2 separate regions of the Gossypium hirsutum genome follow, and region 2 is linked to region 1. The links are chromatin contacts, called in public Hi-C maps. All regions are on one chromosome and are shown on one strand. The core of a region is the stretch at or near the end of the contact, and the rest is flanking DNA. Distances in the headings are between cores, read along the strand shown. Region 1 holds the start of LOC107899426 (formamidase). Region 2 holds the start of LOC107899984.

Region 1 (5,415 bases), core at 1,501-4,000:
GCTTTTGGACGAATGTCCTGCAAATGATACACGACCATCATTTTTAACTTTGTCATGCAAGTGGAGATTTCGGAGCCTAGAAAAGAATGGAATGATGATACTATGAGTTAATCTTTTCGGAGAAGGATACCTGGTCGAAGATGGCAGTTGGAATTGCAAGAGTTGCAACAGCATTTGGTGCATCTACAATTCCGGAGATCCTTCCTTCACAAGGGCAGCAGGATAGCAGAAGGTAAACCTGATGAGAGCACCGTTGTTCCGTTCGGATCAGTAATGGCTTAACCATAGGTGATATATTTCTTTATGATTCAAAATTGAGGGAACATAAATACCTGTTCTTTCGAGTACCCGAACTTGGAGAGGTAGTCGATAGCATTGAGCACTGCACGTTTATATGCAACACTTGCATCAAGGAAATGTTGCCTTCCACTCTCATCCACGCTTATTCCCTCAAAAACCAACCATTCCGAGAATCTCGGTTCCACTGGTCCGATCTCAAAGATCGGATTTACATGAAGAGGGGTTGGCCCCATTGGAGTAAGGTACTCTTTCATTCCACCTCTTATAATTTCACACCTATTAAACCAGGTACCAGTTATGAAAGCAATTAAATTTATGCAACAACTCTGCGAATTACTAAATTTCCGGTGCGATGAAAATTGAAACTCACTTAAGCTCAAGAAAACCACTCATCTCAATTGCTCCACAGAATGAGACTTCACCATCACCTTGAGAGAAATGCATGTCACCAGTGCTAAGGTTAGCTCCTTCAACAAACACGGGAAGATATATTTTAGAACCTCTACTAAGGTTTTTTATGTCACAATTTCCACCATTTTCTCTTCCTGGAATAGTCCTCGCAGCCTCCTTAGCAATCTTTTCCCATTCAGCAGTCCCCTTTTTTATCTACACATTGTCATCATTACAGTACATTATGATATTATCACTCTCTGGTTGAAAATTGCATCTAAGTAAGCATATCATGGCCTACTAATTGCAGTTGAATCTCAAACACGAAGGCAGCCTGCAAGACATTAAGCTACTGATCAAGCAAACTGATGCAAACTACCTTCCCCAAATGGCAGCCTTTGGTTGAAGGAAGGTTTGCCAATGGTCGTGAATGCAAAACTTCACATAGTTTTAGGGACTTGTGGCCATTTTCTTCTACTTCTCTTTCTCTTTCATTCCATATATTCAGAAGTTCCATTGATGGTGCCGTTCCAATTATTCCCGGATGAGTCAACCCCGGAAATCTCACCCCTGCAGTTCATATGAACCTTTTTAAATGACAATAGAAACAAAGGGAAGCATTTTGACAGCTTATAACTAGTGGGAATTAATGGAAATTGCACCCGGTATATGAGGAGAGTAGGCATAGATTCCTTCAAAATACCAAATAGCTTTTGTTGCACATGGAAAATGGTCCGTCAAAAACCCTCCTCCATTTTCTCTGTCAAAAGTTGCTGTATAACCCCATTCATCACCCGGTAAAGGACCCAGGTTACATATTTCCACTGCAAGAAGATCACCTGGCATGGCAGGTGTCTCATTCTTGTCTACAACTCTTATAGGCCCACTCAGATAATGAACCTGTATCATTTGCATAATATTTTTATATCATAACCAGTAGGTTCAATTCAAAGATTATTTATCTGACATAAGATGTTATATTTAGCTTATTTCTTTTTTCCCTGACTCAGATAATGGAGTTTGTTTACTTACAGTGGAGAGGTCTATGAATTTTACATCAGCTGCAGAATCATCATCTTTTATGACACTTCCAGTCCAGTCTACCATTTCTACTCTAAAGACCTCACTGACCTTAACATGGGCAACCGGAGGGATTTCAGGGTGCCAACGATTGTGAAGAGGTAGAGCTTGTTCCCATGGCTTCTTCTTCAAATCTACTGACACCACTAGCCTTGGAGTTGGAGGAGCCATGGATTAAGCTTTGGGGAAAACAGGGAGATTGTTGAGATATTTGTTTCAGTCTTGCCAAATGTCACCCACTGAAGCAAGTATTGACTCTTGAGTCTTGACCAATACTCTACTTGCTGACAAATGGGGTTCGACCATTTTTCCAATGGTCCCATTTTGGTTTTACTAGACTGAAATACCAAGGTTCACTAACTAGACAACAGGGTTTGATTAAAATTGCCAATAAGAAACATTGGAACTTATTGTTTACTTGAAAAATGGTTAAGAAAAATTATAGGAACAGCTTTATGTTGCAGTAGAAGTTGAAAGAAAGGAAAGTGGGGAGGCAAAAGATGGAGGTAGAAACTCACAATAGATTGATCAGCATGCTTGACATCTTCGGCAGAGTAGTCACTTGTTATTCCACCTCCACTGAAATCCACCATTTCAACTCTGAAAACCTCTCCATCTTTAACCTCTGCAACAACTGGTATGTCGGGGTGCCACCGGTTGTGGAGGGGATGTTTTTGTTCCCATGGCTTTTTCTTCAGGTCTATAGGCACCACTACCTTTGCAACATAGTGAGCCATGGCTCAAGTCTTGAATTACAAATAATAGGTCCCGAAACCCTTCATTTTGGATAGCTATGGGTTGGGAGTTGGGATTTTTTTGCTTTGATGGATGGACCACTTGGAACTGACTTCACAACTTACCTTGGATTTTCTTCTAGGACAGAGTAACAGTTATTAGATGGCTATTTGGTAGAATCACGGAAGTGAATGCAAGTGGTATCTGACTCAGATTTGCGTCAATACATGGTATATTTGACATAACCATCCAATCCTTTACCAAAAACATTATGGTTGATTATATTTCTTAAATGAACCAACCCAACGCTTGGATTGTTTTTTCACCTTTTATTCTTTTTAAGTTAAAATTGTTAAAAATAAATAAAATAACAACCCCACTTTGACTCTCTTGCTCTCAATTCTTTTAACTTAATAGATAAAATATTCTCAAACTAAAAATATAATTCATCTGCACAAACCCAGAATGCAAAATAATTTATAAGAATCCGCTCAAATTAAATTTGCATAGAATATGTACAAAATTTGTATTAATACAATAACTCCTTCAAACTTGAACCTTAAAATCTTAAAATCTCATTTGTGAAACTTTATACACAATTTGAAACCAAGTCCCAATTCTAGATGAAATTTCCTAAATCCTAAACTTAAAAACACTAAAAATCTTTCAAGTCTTTATTTCAAAATCAAAGTAAAATCTCTACATAGCCAAGAATAGAGTCATAAAATGGAGCTGAAATCGGGGCAATAGTTGTGCTTTTAAGTGCTCAGCAATGAATATGGAAGATTTGAGGCGATGAAGACAGCAGTTTAAAAGAATGGGCTGCTCTCTAGATTCCGAACAAGGACCGGTTTGAAATGGGCCTAGTGCGAGGCTCCTTACCCGTTTTGACTTTCATAGATGGGTTTTCCATGGAAGACGAGCCATTTTTGAGTTATAAAGATGTTTGGTTATAGGAAACTACTTTTGTTTCTTTCGTCATTTTGGGTTTGATTGAAGGCACTTTTGAGTTATAAAAATGTTGAGTTATGAAAATTAAAGACGCAGCTAGGAAGTTAAAAAGAAAAAAAGAAAAGACTTATCCTGAAAGAGAGAAGAAAAAGATAAAGATAGAATAGGGAAATAAAAGGGGTGAATTACCTAAAAATACTGAAATTTTAGAAATATGATTAGATTAGGCTGGTTTTTTTTTTGTTGAAATTTTCTAGATTAAGTCGATTTTGGAGAGAGAAAAGAAAAACACGTCTAGTTGAACGCGTTTTCAACGGATTTGGCAGGAAAACGCTTCCAGCTGGATGTGCTTTCCTGCTCGGTCTGTAAAGCGTATCCAGCTGGACATGTTTTCCTTTTCTCTTCACGGTTCATTTAAGGGTTTTTTTTTTTAAAAATTAGGGTTAAGGTTTAGAGCTTTTTAACGGTTTTTGTTTAGGATTTGTAAGGATTTTTAGAGTTTAGGATTTAGGTCTTAAAAATATTATTTTAGGGTTTTTTTTACTTTTTAACATTTTTATATATTTTTTAGAAATTTTTTATAATATTTATATTTAATGGGAAATATAAATTTTAGAATTGTTATAAATATTTGAGTTTTAAAAATAATATTATTTTGAATTTTTTGTCACTATTTTGAGACCAATTTGGTAATTTTCAAAATTGACAAGTATCGAAAGGATATTTACACCAATCTGTTATTTGGATTATTTGAATTGTAAAATTTAACTCGATTCAAAATTGTGAAAAATAAAATAAAAAATAAAATAAAGAACACACAAATTTTACGTGGAAACCTTTTCAGGAAAAAACCACGGGCAGAGGAGAAGAAAATTCACTATGTCAAAAATTTTGAACCAATACAAGAGGAATAGACTATGTCTATTTATAGGCTTGTAAAGCCATATTCTAATAGGATTGAAACACCTTATCCTAATCAATATAAAATAGATGAAGTTTAATAAGGTTTAAAAAACCTTATTCTAAAATAAAATAAAAGAAGTCTAGTTCTATATGGATTTTACTTTTATTTTTTTTTCATCGTATTTTATTTAAATAAGAATTCGGGTCACTTAATTCTAACAATCTCCACCATGACACAAATTCTCAATGAACAAGTTCTTCATCGCGAACTTTTAATGAACAAGTTCTCCACCTCTTCCATAAAACCCCTTAAGGGTTTAACTTCAACAATGAACACCAACCAAGTCTAAGCAATGCTCAAACCTGGTTATAGGAAGTGACTTAGTCATCATATCTGCAGGATTTTCATGAGTACTAATTTTTCTCACAACAATATCACCACGAGCAATAATATCACGAACAAAATGATACCGAACATCAATATGTTTTGTTCTCTCATGAAACATTTGATCTTTTGTAAGGAATATGGCACTCTGACTGTCACAAAATACTGTACTAATTTGAAGGTCTTCATTGAGTTCACTAAGTAGTCCCTTCAACCAAATAGCTTCTTTACAAGCCTCAGCAATCGCCATGTACTCAGCTTCAGTGGTAGACAAAGCGACTGTAGTTTGCAAAGTGGCTTTCCAACTAATTGCATAACCTCCGATTGTAAAGACATAACCTGTGAGAGATCTTCTTCTATCAAGGTCTCCAGCAAAATCAGCATCAACATACCCTATGACTCCATCTTTAGTTCTTCCAAACTGTAAGCAAACATCAGTAGTGCCTTGTAAGTATCTTAAAATCCACTAAACTGCTTTCCAATGTTCTTTACCGGGATTTGCCATGTATTTGCTAACTGCACTGACTGCATATAATAAATCTGGACGTGAACAAACCATAGCATACATGAAAGATCCCACTGCACTAGAGTATGGAACGTGTGACATGTACTCAATCTCATCATCTGATTGTGGAGACAAAGCCGATAAAAGTCTGAAATGGGCTTCTAAA
Region 2 (5,415 bases), core at 1,429-3,928, 680 kb after region 1:
CAGAATCTACTCCAAGGTCACCCAATTAATACAATGGCCTAATCCTAGTGGCCACTATCGAAGATGCTAATATAGGTCCTCCTGAGGACCCTGTGAAAATCGTAAACATAGATGGCATGCATCGACGGAAGCCCCCGAAGACGAGGTCGTACCCGGAGTCTTCCACTTTTTTGAAGTAGGGATGACGACCTTAGATTTGCCGCGTGTGTTCGTTATGGTGTGCCTAAAAAAAGTAAAATAGTCTAATATCAAAAAAGTAATAAAATAAGTATCGCCAATTAAACAAACAGAGAGATTGATGAATCAATGTGCAAATTAAAATACGTTACTAACAATCCTCTCATGACGAATATCAAAATCCAAGCTACCTAAATAGAAAATCTACTCCTAAAATAATATGTACTAATACTTAACCATGCAAAAACTAGTTACTAAATTTCTTGAGTAGGCATACCAACACACGAAGAATAACACAAGCACAGAATGAAAATAAATCAAGAGAAACTAAAGCTAAAACTAATAATAATAATAATAATAATAATAATAATAATAACAGTAAAAGAAATAAGACTAAACATAATAACAGAAAAAACTAAAGAAAATAAATAATAATAAAAATAATAAAATTAAAAATTAAAAAATTGATTAAACAAATCTTACTAGAACTAAAACTAAAAATAAGAACAATAAAAATGATAATGAAAATAACACAAAAAATGTAGGAATAGTAAAACAAATAAATATAATAACAATAAATAATAATAATAATAATAAAAGGAAAAAGAATAGACAGTGAGGAACCGATGGGTGATGGTGGCAAACGGCAGTGGTGGTCGATGGGGTAGTGCGCTGTTGTGGTCGAAGGTGGGCCGACGAGAGGGTGTTTGTGCGGTGGTTAGGGACGGTGACGACTGAGTTTTGAGTTGGTGGAGTGATGAGGAGGGACGGGGGAAAGGGGAGATCGTGCATGGAAGAAAAGGAAAAGGGGGAAGGCAAGTGGTGGATAGTGGAGAGGGAAGGGTGCGATGGGAGGGAGGGGAGGGGGGTTTTGGTTAGGGGTGGTTGGGGAAGGGAAAAAGGAAAATGAAGGGAAAGGGGAAAGGGGGGAATCGTGAAGGAGAAGGAAGGAGAAAGGAGCGGTTAGGATGAGAAGGGAAGGGCTTGGGCGACGGTGGGAGGTGTGAATGGGAGTGAGAGAAAAAGGGGGCAAGGACGACTGTGGCCATAATGGGGGGTCAAATGGGGTAAAGGTAGTGTGGTCGTTAAGGGAAAGAAGTGAAGAAGGAAGAAGACAAAATAAAAAGAAAATGAAAAATTAGGGTTTTAAAGGGACACGATCATGTTTAGGCCCCTATTGGGCTACACAGTTGTGTCACATGCTCATGTGCCACTCCCTCAGGTCGTGTGTGATTTAAAACTCAAAGCCTAGTGGTCACACAGCCTCAAACATGGCCGTGTGTCACACACAACCGCGTGTCAGGCCGTGTGTGATTTTCTTTTGCTTCTCTCATGCCCGTGTGCGAGGCCGTGTAGGGCACACAATCTCACACACGCCTGTGTGACAGGTCGTGTCTCGCACATGGCCATGTCTATGACCTGTGTAACTATCTGGCTTGCAATTAAATTTGAAAAATTAACTCCAGTGTTCACACGCCCGTATCGCCAGGCCCGTGTGGATCATCTTAAGTCGTGTAACCATCAAAATTGGATTCAAATCCTAACTCTGTATTTGACTCTATATAAGCCCAAGACATGTAGTTAGGGGCCTTAAGTATCTATTGTACATGATTATGATTATGAATTGAAAATGTTTTGATATTTTCATAATTGTATTTTTTTCATATTTTTAATTGTTTATATATTTTCATAATTGTATAATTGTATAATTGAAAATGTTCTTATATTGACATTATTTTCATCGTTTATAATTCTATTGTATGTCTTTTTTTTCATATTTTTAATTATTTAATAACTCACATTAATTGTTTATATATTTTCGAGTATCTTAACTATTATATTATCGTGAAATATAAGAACATTCTTTTTAGAGAATAATGTTTATGAGCCTTTATTGGTAGGTGTACGTGAAACTTATGCCCTTATTGTTCATGTTAGTAATTTTATACCTATGATAATTTTATCTAGTTTTCAGGAATACTAGGTGAACAGCACTAAATTCTATCATGATTATGTTCGAAGAGTGAACTAAGTTGGGTCGGGTTTACCTAAGATTAAAAAAATCAAACTTAAGCATGGCCAAAAATTAGTTGAGCAACATTTCTAAATTAAAATATATCTCGATTGTAATTAGAATAGATTTGAACATGATTCATACGTGATGAAAATTAAAACATAATAAAATTTGAAGTAAAAATTTACCCATAATAAAATTCCAAATTTCCAAAACATATACCTTACCATTAAGTCAAAGTATTATTAATAAAAATATTTTTTTTAACTCCAAAATAAAATTAAAAATAACTCTCTTTTTTTTGTATTTTTTTTACTTAACTGTCTAAAAATTACATCAAATAAATTTTCTTAAATTCCTTATATTTAATAGCTTGTTTCTTATTAGATATTGTATTGATTAATAAATCCCTTTTTTCTTTTAGTTAAAATATTTTTCGTCAAAATTGGATTTATTGAAAATAGTTGGAGCTTTGACCTTTGTTGATAGATATTTTCTTTTTCCTCCCGGAAACTGCATTATATTCGGAAGGCTTAATTCTAAATTACGCAAAAACTGAGACGCTGATTGGACAATCCAACATTCGACCCAAAGCTCACCAGCTTAGCACTTAGCATAGTTTACACCCGTTTTCAAAACGCACATGTTTCTTTGACCATGATCACTTCAATAGAAGCTTTCAAAGCTTATTGCCCTAATCTCTTTGCTCTCTACTTTCACAAGCTTCTGATTGATTAATAATGCTTTTCTTTTTTGCTGCAAATTCAGTTCAACTTCTTTGAATTTAGTTATATAGTTCCTTAATTCAGGTGGGTTTTGCTTTGTTTCTATTTTACATTTTCTTTTTCCGTTGCTTACCATTACTGCTTTACTGTTTCTTTGTTTGAGACTGGTAGTTTCAAATTTTGTAGATTTATCTTTCTGGGTTTCTCTTTGATTTGTGGTTTTTGAATGATTTATTAGTTAAATGAAGTTACTTATTCTTAATGCAGTTTTTCATATGGGTTTTGTTTGTTTTGTTTGAATTTTAGTATTTTTTGGTCCCGTCTTGCTATCTTAGAGAATGGCATGGGGTTTTGGTGGTGACTTTGATTGATAATTAAGTAGGATTTTCATTTGGAAGTTGATTTTTTTTTTTGGCTGAAATTTTAGATTTTGGATGACAGTGATGAACTTGGAAACTGAAATGCCGGGTCGACGGCATTTTTCTCTAGTAGATACTTTAGAGCTGAAATCTCAGATTGAACGGAAGATTGGGCCTATAAAAACTGAGAAGTACTTTAATCTGCTCACTAGATTTTTGAGTCTTAAGATTGGGAAACCCGAGTTTGATAGGCTCTGCATTGGTATAATTGGGAGAGAAAATGTTCGTCTTCATAATCATCTCCTCAGATCGATTATTAGAAATGCTTCTCTTTCGAAGAATCATCCATCAACAGGGAACAAATTGGAAAGTGCTTTAAGTGTTAAAGCGGCGAATGGGTATCAAAGAAGTAATCTTAAGTCAATGTGCAAAGACTTTCCTCAATCCCCTCGTAAGGGAAGGACTACAAATCTCCGTGATCACAACCATCCAAGTCCTTTAGGGCCTCATGGGAAGAGCCGTGGTACTGTTTGTGAAGATGCAGTTCCAAGAGTTCAAGAACAGCAAAGTGCTACCGAGTTGCTTTCTTTGGGTAGCAGACCACCTATGTCCTTGGAAGAAGGAGAGGAAGTTGATCAAGTTGCAGGAAGCCCAAGCATTCGCAGTAGGAGTCCTGTTAGAGCTCCGCTTGGCATATCTTTGGATGCTAAAGGAATGCGAAAAGTGGCATGGAACGGATTAGCATCCACTTCTGAGACATGTCATTGCAAAGGTGAACTACCTGACACCGGTTCTTTGAGAAAAAGGTTGGAAAAGAAGTTAGAGATGGAGGGATTAAACATGTCAGTAGATTGTCCCAATTTGTTGAACAGTAGCCTTGATGTTTTCATGAAGAGATTGATAAAACCCTGTTTGGAATTGGCTGGTTCAAGGTCCAGACAGAAACTTATTGACCAAGGTCACAATTGGTCCACAGTCTCTTTGAACGGGATTTGGCCTTTGAGATATGCTCAAAAACAGAATGGGTCCATTTCTGTATCAATGTTAGACTTTCGAGTTGCAATGGAAATAAACTCCCCTCTCCTTGGGGTGGATTGGCCAACAAAACTTGAGAAGGTGTGCCTGCATGCTTCAGAAGAGTGAGCCGGAACTCACTATCCATTGGTTCGAGTTGAACCAGGTTCCGGTGCTAGAGCAATTTTGAGTTATTTCAGTTACGAAGTATGCTCTAACATTGATCTTGATTATTCCATTTTTTAGAACGGATGAAGTAAATAAGTATAAAGGCCAAAGGGGGTTTTGGATCAAGCCAATTAGGTTGTATACAGGTCATGGCTCTGATTTATCCTCGAGGTTTGACAGCTTAACATGGAGAAATCCAATTATATTGACACTTTGTAAGAATCTACCCGTTAGAAATAGGTTAGCAATTATCTCCACCTGTTACCTATAGTTGCTGTAGTTAACTGAAGACATATTTTCGTAATAATAAAGCATATATTTTAGCTTTCAGCTTGATCTTGTTGAATTTGTCATATGACCTTTCATTATCTACTATTTCCTTCCCTCTGATGTGGTTTGTCATTGTTTTACATTGATATATGCATCTATGCGGTAGTTAATTGCCCTGCCAGCATAAATGAACTTATATCCAGAGCAGTGCATTTGAATGCTGAAAATCATTCGTTGTGCGAAGCTCTGTATATCCTTACATGAGATGGATGTTTTTCACTTTTTGTATTTCTTTCTCATTACGCCTTTACCTGTGGACTTTTTGAATCATATCATTGCAAAAGTCGTCATTCGTACTTTTATGAGATCAGTCTGCTCTCCTTTTTATGGCATGCCAGTGCAGAACTCGAGCCTTTCGTGTTTTCTGCATTTCTAGTTGGATATTGTTTGGGCATATAGCGCAAATAATAGAGAACATGGTTTTATAGAAGCCATTTGCTCGTGTAGGAGGAACAAAAAGCGGTTAAGGAGGTGAAACATTGTCTTGATGACCAACCCCAAGGCTGATATCTCAATCGAGGTGGTCCAGTGGTACTTGCTCCTGTCATGCACTTCTTATGTTTCCCTCATTGTATGCAGGATCGGATCTAGAGAAATACCGAACCGAATATTGCCTATTACCGATGCT

Evidence for each region. A called contact is a pair of places that touch in the nucleus more often than the background predicts.
Region 2: a Hi-C map of leaf shows a contact between it and region 1, with 2.3 times the contacts expected there. The contact joins the promoter of LOC107899984 here to the promoter of LOC107899426 in region 1. A contact is called at or near these places in 6 of 34 Hi-C or Micro-C datasets (hypocotyl and leaf).

Annotation. Positions count from the first base shown.
Region 1 is chrA11:63,616,245-63,621,659 of Gossypium_hirsutum_v2.1, forward strand. LOC107899426 (formamidase) reads right to left here and starts at 2,751. Exons shown (of 7, transcript XM_016825138.2): 1 at 2,289-2,751; 2 at 1,353-1,590; 3 at 1,070-1,260; 4 at 671-906; 5 at 333-576; 6 at 131-238; 7 at 1-17. The coding sequence starts at 2,507.
Region 2 is chrA11:64,296,318-64,301,732 of Gossypium_hirsutum_v2.1, forward strand. LOC107899984 reads left to right here and starts at 2,679. Exons shown (of 2, transcript XM_016825719.2): 1 at 2,679-3,000; 2 at 3,344-4,787. The coding sequence starts at 3,351. The coding sequence ends at 4,418.